Regions from separate parts of the Bicyclus anynana genome. Here region 1 is linked to region 2. The links are chromatin contacts, called in public Hi-C maps. All regions are on one chromosome and are shown on one strand. Each heading gives the region's core, a stretch centred on a gene start, on an enhancer-like site or on the middle of the called end of the contact. The rest is flanking DNA. Distances are from core to core; before and after follow the strand shown.

The links. A called contact is a pair of places that touch in the nucleus more often than the background predicts.
Region 1: a Hi-C map of whole larva shows a contact between it and region 2, with 4 times the contacts expected there. The contact joins two enhancer-like sites. A contact is called at or near these places in 2 of 2 Hi-C or Micro-C datasets (whole body and whole larva).

Annotation. Positions count from the first base shown.
Region 1 is chr23:4,014,025-4,020,429 of ilBicAnyn1.1, reverse strand. All of the region lies in intron 7 of LOC112048469 (cytokine-like nuclear factor N-PAC), which reads left to right. LOC112048468 (leucine-rich repeat and immunoglobulin-like domain-containing nogo receptor-interacting protein 3) reads right to left here. Exons shown (of 5, transcript XM_024085998.2): 2 at 3,515-5,203; 3 at 3,283-3,430; 4 at 3,070-3,210; 5 at 1-2,859. The coding sequence starts at 5,175. The coding sequence ends at 2,065. Among protein-coding and RNA genes, the nearest start is that of LOC112048468, 7.4 kb to the right of the region's middle. Within about 2 kb of position 2,244, at least 8 of the 8 cell types and tissues checked have open chromatin away from gene starts, as enhancers often do.
Region 2 is chr23:3,963,944-3,970,557 of ilBicAnyn1.1, reverse strand. LOC112048469 (cytokine-like nuclear factor N-PAC) reads left to right here. Exons shown (of 12, transcript XM_024086001.2): 8 at 4,386-4,496; 9 at 6,401-6,544. Among protein-coding and RNA genes, the nearest start is that of LOC112048481, 14 kb to the right of the region's middle. Within about 2 kb of position 3,492, at least 8 of the 8 cell types and tissues checked have open chromatin away from gene starts, as enhancers often do.

The DNA of each region.
Region 1 (6,405 bases), core at 995-3,494, 51 kb before region 2:
TTACCATGGACACTGATATATATTTTATACATAAATCCACCAAGTCCTGAGCCCATAGTTTCTCTAAACCATTAACATAACTAACCATTAACTGTTGCTGTCACCTTTTACATTATGATGGGGAGGAAGACAACAACACATTTTGAACACTTAACACAATTATGCAGTAAAACCGATAGAATATATTCGATTATATAAATATAGTACATCTGTTACGGTTCATAGTTTATTATTGGCGTAGCTAGATTTATAGCCTGTCATATGATTTGTTAATGGAGGGTGAGATGTTTTATTGATAGTATATTTTACAAAAATAAAATTAAAAAAGTATATTGATATGACAAACGCAGTGAAAAAAGGACGGAAACATTTTCGTTTATAATTTAAAGTGCTTTGCAAAGTGGAGAAAAGCCTTAAATAGCAAATGTGTACAGTAGTCAAAAGTTAGCGAGAGTATACCACTAAAAATTTTTTGATATTATTTTTTTTTTTTACTTTGAATGGATAAAAATCCTTCAATACAAAAAAACAAGCATATATAAAGCTTGAGTTTTTTAAATATATATTTGTGTAAGAATAGTTTGTTTAAAATTTAAAAAAATATTGAAGATAAGTCCAAAATAAGGCGCCAGCGGATCAATCTAATTATTTTATTTCAACAAGATTTTACAATTATAATTTCATTATTATAATTTGTTTAAATTTTACAAAAATAAAAGCGGGAAGATTTATTAGGCTAATAGCCGTACTTCTAGCTACGCCAATTTTTTTTTTATTTTCATTGAATTATATTTAAAAGCCTTTGCACAATGCGAAATATTCCCGCGTCAGAGGCAAAGAACAATTAACTATCGTAGATATGCCCTCGCCATGATTTCGTGATGGAAAAATCTTATAATTCATTGATTTATATTAAATCTTATCAATTACAACATATATCATTAATTGATTTGTATTATAATTCATATTAATGAGACCTACATTTATATTCTATTAATTTAGTCGACGCATTAATGGAATGAGGTCAACGATCTAATACAAAAATACATATATAGAAATTTTCAGTATTCGGGTATATTTACGATAAAAGTATTCGACGCGATTGTACATTGTCAAAGGCCCTACATAGATGGTCATGGTCATTAGGTGTATGAATATGAATGATGTAGATGTTCTAGGCTGGTACGTTAGCAGTGGCTAGTTGGATACACTAGTTTACAACAACCTGATAAATTACAACAATTATAGTAACAACTTCCTTACACCTCGCATATTAAACTACACATTTTTTTATTACTTTATTTTCAAGACGAACAAATATAAAATGCATAACGCTCTAAGAGATTTTCTTTAACCCTAAAAAATACATCAAAATGGAAAAAAATAATAAATGATTGAGAAACAATAGGTAGACGATATTTACAAGATCAAAACCTACATAAACTCTTAATTGAATCGGATTTACAATAGTACAAAGTAGCACACCTGTAAATTATATTTTTTTTTTCAAGACTTTGGTCTATTGAATCGGAATAACGTACTACTAAAATAGACCTTATGCCTTTTATTTTAAAGTTTAAGTCTAACGCAATGTAAAATAAAGTTATACTTCAAAATTCTACTTATAGTCACACGAAGAATTAGCTTGTTAGTAATTTGGTGTACAAAATGTTCTAGGGATCCCTGAGTATTAGTTTTAGATAATGTTTCGTTAATCAAAATCTATCAACGTTTGCCAAGTGTGCCGCCTTTGCACTAAGGGATGGTACAGATCGCATCAATTCTCCTTAACCTACCGCTAGGAGAAACGAAAAAAAAAATTGTCACTAATACACATACACGGTTTATTATTTATTCCAATCTAGACTATCACAGCTTACTTAAAAGTACAAGCGGTTCCGACACTCGACCGTAATGTTAGTTTAGTTACTCCGATACCAGGCAAGATGAGTTTAGTTACACGTAAGACGGAGACTCCTTGAAGTCGCACAGGCGAATGTCATCGGACCTGCCGGGCGCGGGCCCGAGCGCGTAGATCTTGAACACGCGCGTCAGAAGCCTGTACTACAAGGGCGTGTTCTCGCACAGCCGCGCGCACTCGCCGCACACCAACTGTCCCGCCGTGTGCCGCATCTGGCACTCCGGCTGCGCCAACTCCACCGCGATCAACACCCTAGACTTATCCCTGTCCTCCGCCATAGCCTCCTCCTTCTCCACATCCCGACACAGTTCGGGGGAACTGACGCTAGCGGCCAGCCTCAGCTTGCGCCGCGCGCGGTCTTCCCTGTGCCCCAACAGAGGTTCGCTGGAAGGTTTGGCGTCTTCTCTGTACTTTTGTTTGGATCTGGACGGCGACTGAGATCCGGAGACCGGCGTGTGAAGCTCCACAGTGGGCGGCGGCGCGGGCAAGGGTTTGATCATCGCCAGCAACTTCGGCGGCCCGCTTCTCTCTATGATGTTTATGTGGATCCCGTCGGGTATAGTCACTGGTGAATTCCGTCGAGAGTTGACTGACCTTTCTGTGGGCGTGTAGTATATCGATATCTTGCTCTCTTCGTCGGGATTGGGAAGCTTGGCCAACTTTTCGATCTTGGTCTTGAGGTACATGTCTATGACTTCGACGTCAGGGTCGAAGGGCATCGAGTCGCTCCGCCCGCACGAGCCGTTGCGACAGTTCTCGAAGTACAGACTGGGCAGGTTCTCCAAAACCTTGTTCAGCGTCTGCTGTTGGTATTTGTAGGATTCGCGCAGTCTCAGTATCTGGTGGGCGCTGAACTTTCTTATTTTGTTCCGTTGGAACACGTAGTTCTCTCTCACCCAATTCAGCTGCGATGTGGAATATTCGCGAACGCGTTTCACCTGCACAAACAAATGAGGAAATATTATAAATTTATTTTTACATTTATTTTTTTGTATCACGCTTGGAAGTAATAGAAAAACTTTGCAAGAAACGTGTTTTTGTGATTCTTGGAAGGTCATTTCATTTATTGCTATAAATAAAACTCCGCGCAATCACGTGTGTCATAATAACATTCTATAAAATATTAATCATGTTCTCATAGTACATACCTGATCATAATATTGATCTTTCATTGCAGTCAAATGGTTTGTGCCAATGTCTCTGATATTGCGTAAGTGAGCTGCCTGAGTGGTGTAACTGCCTTGTATCCAATCCATTTGTTGTGTGCAGTTTTCTTTAATCCGATGCACCTAGGAATAGAACAATCGATAAAACATACAAACATTAAATAGGAGTATATTATAGTTATGAAAAAGGTTTACCTGAACTGCGTAGTTTTCCCTTAACTTTTCCAACTGCTGCCTTTTGTACTGTTCGATATTGTCGAGCATGTGGTAGATTTGTCGAGAGCGCGGAGCATCTCTTTGGACGCACGTGCAACAACTGCAGCACGTCTCCAAAAGGCGAAATCTAAAATATCAAACATTTAACATTTAAATTTTTTAATAATCTTTACGTATACACGATTTAATAATTACTATGATAGTAACTAACCTGTGGAATATGTATCTCAGAGCTTGCACTAGTAACGTGAGGCCAAGAAACGCTGCTGCGCAAATAGCTCCACATAGCAAACTGTAGATTTTTATTTCAAACATAGTTATCGGATCTATGTTCAGGACAACTTCTGCGGTCACGTTGCCCGAAGGATTTGATGCTAAACACAAATAAATCCCGCTGTCCTGCCTGTGAATGTCGGTTACGAATAGAGATCCGTCTTCGTGTATTTTCACTCTCGACTTACTGTAATCTATGGGGCGATAGTACTGATCGTGTGCTATCCCGTGCTTATGGAATATGTCCGGCAGCGATGGCTCCGGGTTCCAATGGTACACGTCTCTCGTCGGAGTGATCCAGGTTATCGATGGCAACGGATTCCCATCGAATATACACCGGAGCCGTGCGTCGGTTTGCAGTCTGTGCAAACTCAGAGGACTGCGATTTATTAAAACTGGAGGCTTGCAATTTGTGTTGTTCAAAATCGTCAACATGTCATTTGGATAAGTTAAGCGGCAACTCAAATCTGATTTCACTATTTCCTTTCGCTTCTCTATCCAGCTGACGAACCATGCCATTCTGCAGTCGCAAGCCCACGGGTTATCTCCTATTCTTAATTCTTCTAAATTATCTAGACTCATCAAAGACTGAGGGAGATAAGTCAAGCCGTTCGCACTTATATCCAAATGTGTCAGAGCAGGCGTGTCCAGGAACACGTAAGGCTCTATTTCACGCAGCATGGCGTTATTTCTAATGTAAAGTCGCTGCAGATTGTGTAATCTTTTAAAATTTGTATTCTGTAAAACGGCTATTTCTGTGTGGTCGAGGTAGATCGTTATCAAGTTTTCGTTATGTTGGAAGAGCATCGAGGGCACCGCTTTCAGTCTGTTGCCGCCTATATTCAGCGTTTTTAAATTATTGAGATTTTTAAAAGCATCTTGTGATATGTTTTGTAAATTATTGTTGCTCAGGTCTAGTTCTCTCAGCTGTTCTAAGTTATCTAATAGAGATTTATGTATATGATCTAATTTGTTGCTAGATATATCGAGCGTCTCCAATTCCTCGAGGTTGACTAGAGCGTTTGAAGTAATTTTGACTAGGCTATTATTGTTTAGGAACAGTGTTTTCAGTTGGCGATTAGGTTTAAAATAGTAATCTAAGAAAGTAGCGAGTTTATTATAAGATATATCCAAATACTGTAATCTAATCATCTGCCCGAACACCTGGAACGGTAGCACTTGCAGATTGTTGTGAGACACGTCCAGAAACTCCAAGTTCTCCAGATAGGCGAACGTGTATCTCGGTATGTCGTCTATTTGATTCCTGGATAGATTCAAATGCTTTAGTCGAGTCAGACTCGTGAACAGGCCGTTTTCGGTTCTCTTGATTTCGTTTCTGCTTAAATCGATGTATACGGTGTTGTATAGCCCGTCGAACGCTTTAGTGTCTACGGAGGTCATGTTGGAGTTGGTCCACGTGATCTCCTGGAGGGAAGGGCCATAGTTGGCTAAGACGGCTCTGCTGAGTCTGGCGTGGGGCAGGGCGGCGCCGGCGCAGGCCAGGCGCTCGCGCGCGCACTCGCACGCCGCGGGGCACACGCTGGCCTCCACAGCTGCGCAAATTATTGCCAGCGTCAATATTTTGTGCAGCCACTGCATTATTTTACAACCCTCATAGTCTTATTGACTGAAAAGAGAAAAACAACAACCGTTACTACATACAGCACGCACACAAGTACGCTACATAAGTAATGCCAGCTCTGCCAATTATTATTTTGTTTTTTAAATTAGTAAATTCAAATTTTGTTGCTATATTTTTTTCAAATATGACAAATATTCCTTCTCCCCTTTAACTAATTTTATTAAGTTTTCCTCTAAATGCTTAATTATTAAGCTTATGGCCTAACTAGATAATTTTAACTTGGCATATAAACATATTCACATGCGTGTTTTGCGTATAAATTAGGTATTGGTGAGATTGTGACGTCATATTTTACGTTTTATAGACAACAACCACAACAACAAGCAGAATGCAAAGTGTGCCTAATTTGTGTGTGCAATAAATGTGTGAATTTGAATCAACGACTTCAGGTTTATACTTCCTTTTAACATAGACTTGTCTATTATTTATAAACTAGCTGATGCCGCGCGGTTTGACCCGCGTCGTTCTCGTTCCCGTGGGATTAATCGTGGGGGATAATATATAGCCTATAGCCTTCTCAGATAAATGGGCTATCTAACACTGAATGAATTTTTCAAATCGGACCAGTCCTGAGATTAGCGCGTTCAATCAAACAAACAAACAAACTCTTCAGCTTTATTATATTAGTATAGATATGTATTTGACATTTAAATACCGTAAAAACAATGTCACTATTATTAATATTTCTTAGGCTTTGATACTAGACAATGACTATTAATTTTATAGATACTTATTAGAATAATAATTATATTTTACCATAATATTTCTTAGGCTTTGATACTAGACAATGACTATTAATTTTATAGATACTTATTAGAATAATAATTATATTTTACCATAATATTTCTTAGGCTTTGATACTAGACAATGACTATTAATTTTATAGATACTTATTAGAATAATAATTATATTTTACCATAATATTTCTTAGGCTTTGATACTAGACAATGACTATTAATTTTATAGATACTTATTAGAATAATAATTATATTTTACCATAATATTTCTTAGGCTTTGATACTAGACAATGACTATTAATTTTATAGATACTTATTAGAATAATAATTATATTTTACCATAATATTTCTTAGGCTTTGATACTAGACAATGACTATTAATTTTATAGATACTTATTAGAATAATAATTATATTTTACCATAATATTTCTTAGGCTTTGATACTAGACA
Region 2 (6,614 bases), core at 2,243-4,742:
TAAAATTTGTCTGTTAGTCGGTATGTTCTTTATAGAAACAAAAACTACTCGACGGATTTTAACGAAACTTGGCACAGTTATTCTTCATACTCCTAGGCAAGTTATAGTATACTTTGATGATGGTTCTAAGCTATATACAGCCCTTAAGCTGTTTTTTTATTCTATCTTGTATCTAAGAGGAATTTCAATCATCATCATAATCATTATCAACCCATATTCGGCTCACTGCTGAGCTCGAGTCTCCTCTCAGAATGAGAGGGGTTAGGCCAATAGTCCACCACGCTGGCCCAATGCGGATTGGCAGACTTCTTCACACACGCAGAGAATTAAGAAAATTATCTGATGTGCAGGTTTCCTCACGATGTTTTCCTTCACCGTTTGAGAAACGTGATATTTAATTTCTTAAAATGCACACAACTGAAAAGTTGGAGGTGCATGCCCCGGGCCGGATTCGAACCTACGCCCTCCGGAGTCGGAGGCAGAGGTCATATCCACTGGGCTATCACGTCTCTAAATTTCAATACTTTTAATTTTAACTTGAAAATTGAATAAAGTGGAACTCCATTAAGATCAGCCCGGTATTATATTGCATTACCATAAATTATCACAAAATGTAACTTTCTGTAAAATATGTATATTAACGGATGTCTGCGTTGAAGAGAATTTACATTAAAAGCGATAATTTTAGCTCATGTTTATTTATTCAGCATACTTGGCCTATATTACTTATCAGAATTAATCTAAAAGTTATATAACTTACGTAGGCACTTGCTGATAGTCGTTATAATAAATAATAGGTATATTCTTTTAATAATAAGTTACGTCATTTTGATATGAGCAGGCGTTAATTTGCGTAAGTTCCTGAGGAACAGAGAATAATTGATTTAATTATTCAGTTAGTAATTGAACAAAGCTACAAAGTGCTCTGGGCTATGGAAAATCAGCCAGCTCAGACCTTGAAAATCTACGATGGTACGAGAATGCTACTGAGATTTTACTGAACCAGTTTTGAAAATATAAATTTTCAAAATTTATCTGACCTGCGAATCGAATCAAGAACCTGCCAGGTAAAAGTGATCCATAAGTAAATGCGCTTTAGAGCTTAAGGTCTTAAAAGTATTGGTTAAAATATTGAAGTTAAATTTACGAAAATTTAGAAGAAGTACGTTAAATTGGCCAAAAAAGCCGAACTGATAAAAATTAAAAACAGCATAGGTACATAATGAATGAAAAGAAATACACAAGAACAAAAACCCAATAAAAACTGGCAGCGGAATTTCCCAATTACCTACCTACACATTAATTATTTAGGATTCACAAGATTGCGCCAGCGGCTTCGTCCGCTATAATTACGTATACATGAACCTCGTAGCTAAGGAAACGCGATGGAGTTACGACTATAGATGTAAGATCGGATGTTAAACCAATTAAACCATTCCATTTAAAAAAAAAAAACCCCGTTTAAAACCCAAAAACAAAACATTTTTTTCAGTTTTAAACCATATGTTTTAATGACTTCGTATTATTTTACTATAATTACATTTTCTTGATTTTATCTAGGTAGGGAGTACCTACCTAAAAAATTGTAAACATTTTTTTATGTATTTTATGTGATTTACCTACCTAATTATTTCATTTACTTACTTAGCTAAAATCTATTGCAAAAACTCTGTGTTGGTAAATAGTAAATGAACTTTTTGGTATATAACGATGCTAATTAAATTGTATCGCAAACCCACACTCTTGCACTCTCGTTTACGTTAGTCTCCTGGACTCGACTGCAGTTTTAAACCGTTTAAAATGGTTTAAAATTGCAGAATTTTATTTAAAACGTTTTAAATAGGATTATTTACATCTATAGTTACGACTACTTACCATCTAAAATTGTCGATTTTCCATAATAAATTGCAAATTTTTGGAGATTTGTGCTTTTCCTATTTCTTTAACTCTATTTAAGGCAAGTTTGCTATCCTTCATTGACTACACGTATGTAGTTCCTATTCTCGTCCACTGTTTGCTTGTCGATAATCTAGTATTTGTTCAGTCCGTATCCTCGACACCAAATGGTAGGGTATAACAAAAGAATGGACTCAGAAACCTTTTGGCAACATGCAGAATCGTAATCTGCATGCTTTTCTGAGTTTAAAACTTAACAGTATGCGGTCCTCGAATTATGCACCCTCAATACCTCACAGCGCCTTGTCTATAAACTAAGATTAAGCATCTGCCATTGCTCAAGGCAGAAAATATTTTTTCGGATTGATAAAAATAACCTTCGCGGTGATCCAGGACATTGAAATCTTTGGCAGTGAATCACCGCGTGTCCTAAATTAATGCCAACTAATGTTAAAGTTGCGCATGTTTGTTTGTTTGTATGTCTTTCACACCTTAGCTACTCAACCGATCAACATAAATCTTTGCATACATGTACACTAATATTATAAAGCTGAAGAGTTTGTTTATTTGAACGCGCTAATCTCAGGAACTACTGGTCCGAGTTGAAAAATTAATTCAGTGTTTGGCAGCTCATTTATCGAGGAAGGCTATAGGCCATATTTTATCCCCGTATTCCAAACGGGAACCACGCGGGTGAAACCGCGGTAAAAAATTAGCATTTTCAAAAACTACAATAAATAATTAAGTAAGTCTAGGTATAACAAAAATGTATTTGTTATACCTAGACTTACTCGAAAAACTTCACAAAAAAAGACATAAGAAAAATTAATTTCCTAAATATTTGTCTGTCTGTCTATTGCAGATAATTTAAAATCCAATGATGGATATTTTCCAATGTTCACAGGGTTTTTTTTGCACAATTTTAGGACGGTTTTATATCTTTAGAAAAACCTTCTACTTGTTATGAAGAGAACCTACGTGTACCTACGTGTTATATCAGCTAATTAGTAATTACTTTTATTATATGTTATTTTAAAAGCATTTGTAATGTAGTTGCTTACCTAAGTACATTACAAAGTACCGACGCAAATGAAAAAATAAATAATGGTTAGTGTGAATAAGAATAAATTAATTTTTTACATTCTTGGTTTTTCCCCAATTTTAATTATGTAGGTATGTATGTACTCGTAAGTAAGTACATAAATTACTTAGGTACTTAAAACATTTCGTACAAAGTCCACAATTTGAAAATGTTATGTTATTCAAGTAGATAACTAAATTCTACTAGTAACTAAGTATATTAGCTATTTAATCGTATAAAATTCTTGCTCAAATTATGCTTTAAAATTGAAAATAAGTTGAAAATTATGCTCGTTAAGCAATTTTCTAAACTAATTATCTCCTACTGCATAAGCATATTGTATCGCCGCGCCGGCTCCGATATGAGATCGTATTCCAACAATGCGTAGACCGATAGTGCCAGTTCGGTTCATACAAATTACAAAATGCGAAATGAACTGGATTGGATAGACACAGTGTGCAATATTGCGTGACCGTGCGTTGGGAATGAGCCGTTATCAAAATGGCGTCGCTCGACGCGGTGGCCGGCCGCCATTGTAGCGTGGGGTCGTTGACGTCGCTGTGCCGGCGATCGTTCGCGTGGCGCGGATATCGATTCGCCACACGCGGCCGCGAGACCGCGCTGCGCCATCTAGCGGCGGTCTTGTGAAACTGAATAGTTTTGTTTGGTTGGTATAGATGGCGTTGTTAATTCAAATAATGCATCCATTTATTTTATTTGATTAAAATTTGTTTTAATTAGTAAATAAATCTAAATGTGTACATACTTTAATTAAAAACCATTTATCTAGCCTATTATAAGATGTTGCTTTCCATGTATGCTTGGAGCTTGCAGCACAATTTTTGGTCTTTCCAGGTTTTACCGTGCATAACAAGAACAGTGGCCTTACCCCTAAAGAAGCCAGGGTAACAATCCACTCCCCCTTACCTTTTTTGTGGTTCAAATCCACAATCACCCTCCGCAGGGCTTCCCACAGGGGTGCCTAACGCGGAAAACATCGGCAATCCGAATTTTCTACTTATTCAGCCATTTGGCACTAATTCTTGGTTATAAGCCAACCCAAGGCTCCTATCCGTCTTCACGGCAGCGAATAGTTCCCACAGTCTTTGAGTCCCCGGAACTGTTTTTTCTACACCCCGACGGGTGTGAGAGTTGAGTCAGTGTCATGGTCTTCAGTTTATTAAAAAAAGGTTATTAGTCCTATCCAACTAAGCGTATGGCTTGTGCTAACAGTGGGTACAACAATAGTCTAGAATATAGACCTGTAATATCAGTTCGGCCCCTGAATCTTGGCAGGATTTTAGGGTTTTTTAAACAATTCTATCTAATTCTCAGCTATATGAGTTTGACCCCCTAAATCTTGAAGCTTAAACAGAGTTTTTCTAATGAGAATGTATTGTTGTTCCAGTGCAAAGACTTCGAGAAGGTGGGCGCCACGATAGCGGTGACGCCGTGCGACGTGGTGGAGGAGGCGGACATCACCTTCTCTTGCGTGGCGGACCCTCAGGCTGCGAAAGAGGTACAACTCTTTGACTTTTCGACCTTAACTATCGCCATTGGCTCATGAGAACTTGATGTTTCAAAAGTGCTTGTAAATTAAGCCGTATTGAAATAAATGAATTTTGAATTTCGGTTTAATGTAATGGTACTGATAAGCAGGTTAATTCACTATCTTTGACGTATGCTAGTTGACATATACGAAATTGAGATTCTATGTAACTAATGTCATCCGGTGCTTGCTGGTGGATATCACACAGAAGGTAAATGACACTGTCAATTGATTTGATGTTTATTTTAATAGGTTGATAATAAAGACCAAAATAGTGAATAGGCCAGTTGATAAATGTTAATCTCCGGTGCGGGGTGTGATATTAGCTGAAACCTGTCAACTGTGACCTTTGTGTGTGACCGATGCCGCGGGCCGATACATACATTGTTCTATACATGTCCGTGCTATGCGTCGCGCTCGACCTTCGCCTTTGTGCGAAGGCGAAGTTATGAAAATTATGTTATTTCTGGGAAAACATGACCAACTTTCGTCGAAACTAATTAGTTGTAGTTTGCAAATTATAATGAGCTTTAGGTTCTGTGATAAATACAAATGAGTTGGATTGTAACGCTTTCACGTCTAAAATTTAAACCCGATATTATTTCACTAATGGAATACTGTTGTAAAGCAAATGATGTAGGTTGTAGGCTATATTTTATCCCTGTATTTTCCCGGAAATGAGAACTATGCGGGTGATTCCGCGATGACGTCCAATAGTGTGATCCGCCTCCATCGGGCTTCCCACAAGCGGTTCTAACTTGGCGGAGGCGATTCGCATCCCATATAAAGAAAGAAAGAAAGAATATTATTCCACACATAAAAATATCTCCAATACATCCAGAACAATACCTTTCGATGTGTGACATAACCCAGAAAATGGTCCCAGCTCAGCATGATGCTACTGCTATGCTACATTTAAAATAGGTCTTCTTCTTTCTTCTTTTTCCTGGGCCTTTTCCGCACTTGGCCACTAAAGTTGACCGTTGTACCTACGTAAAATTAAAATAGGTCTTGTAGCGCTGATTTTCAACTGGAACCATCACAGCCAACAACACAACCTTATATCTTATCACAGCCTATTGGCCTTCGGTGCTCTAGCTAACGCGATGAACCTGACTGTCTTCACAGCAGTCGTCCGAAACTACTGTGGGAAGGGTTAGCCTTGAAACTGTTTTTCCACACCCCAAAGGGTTGTGTGCGAGGGTATAGATATCAAGTAGATCATCATCATTATTATCCGCCGATGGACGTCCACAGCTGGACATAGGCCTCTTGCATGGACTTCCAAGCACAACGGTATTGAACCGCCAGAATCCTGCGCCTACCGACAACCCGCTTGATGTCTTCGGTCCACGGTTCGCTTTTCGGTGCGGGGTCTCCATTCCAACACCTTGGGACCCCAACGTCCATCGGCTCTTCGAACTATGTGGTCTGCCCGTTGCCACTTCAGCTCCGCGACCCGCTGAGCCACGTCAGTGACTCTGGTTCGTCTGCGAATCTCCTCATTCCTGTTTCGAGTAGATCAGTTAGTTCAATGTTATGTTATTACTTATTACTAGCCGTGATAGCCCAGTGGATATCTCTGCCTCCGATTCCGGAGGGTGTGGGTTCGAATCCGGTCCGGGGCGTGCACCTCAACTTTTCAGTTGTGTGCATTTTAAGAAATTAAATATCACGTGTCTCTAACAGTGAAGGATAAACATCGTGAGGAAACCTGCATACCAAAGAATTTTCGTAATTCTTTGCGTATGTGAAGTCCGTCATCCGCATTGGGCCAGCGTGGTGGACTAATGGCTTAACCCCTCTCATTGTGAGAGGAGACTCGAGCTCAGCAGTGAACCGAATATGGGTTGATCAAATCAATGTTATTCCAGATGGTGTTCGGCAATTGCGGCGTGCTGCACTGCCCGTCGCTGGAGGGCAAGGGCTACGTGGAGATGACGTCCATCGACGCCGACACGTCGCACGACATCGTGGAGGCCATCAGCGGCAAGGGCGGCCGCTACCTCGAGGCGCAGGTCAGATATGTTATGTTCTTCTTCTTCGTCTTAGACCTTGTCCAGAATTCGTCGCGAATCGTATCGCGCG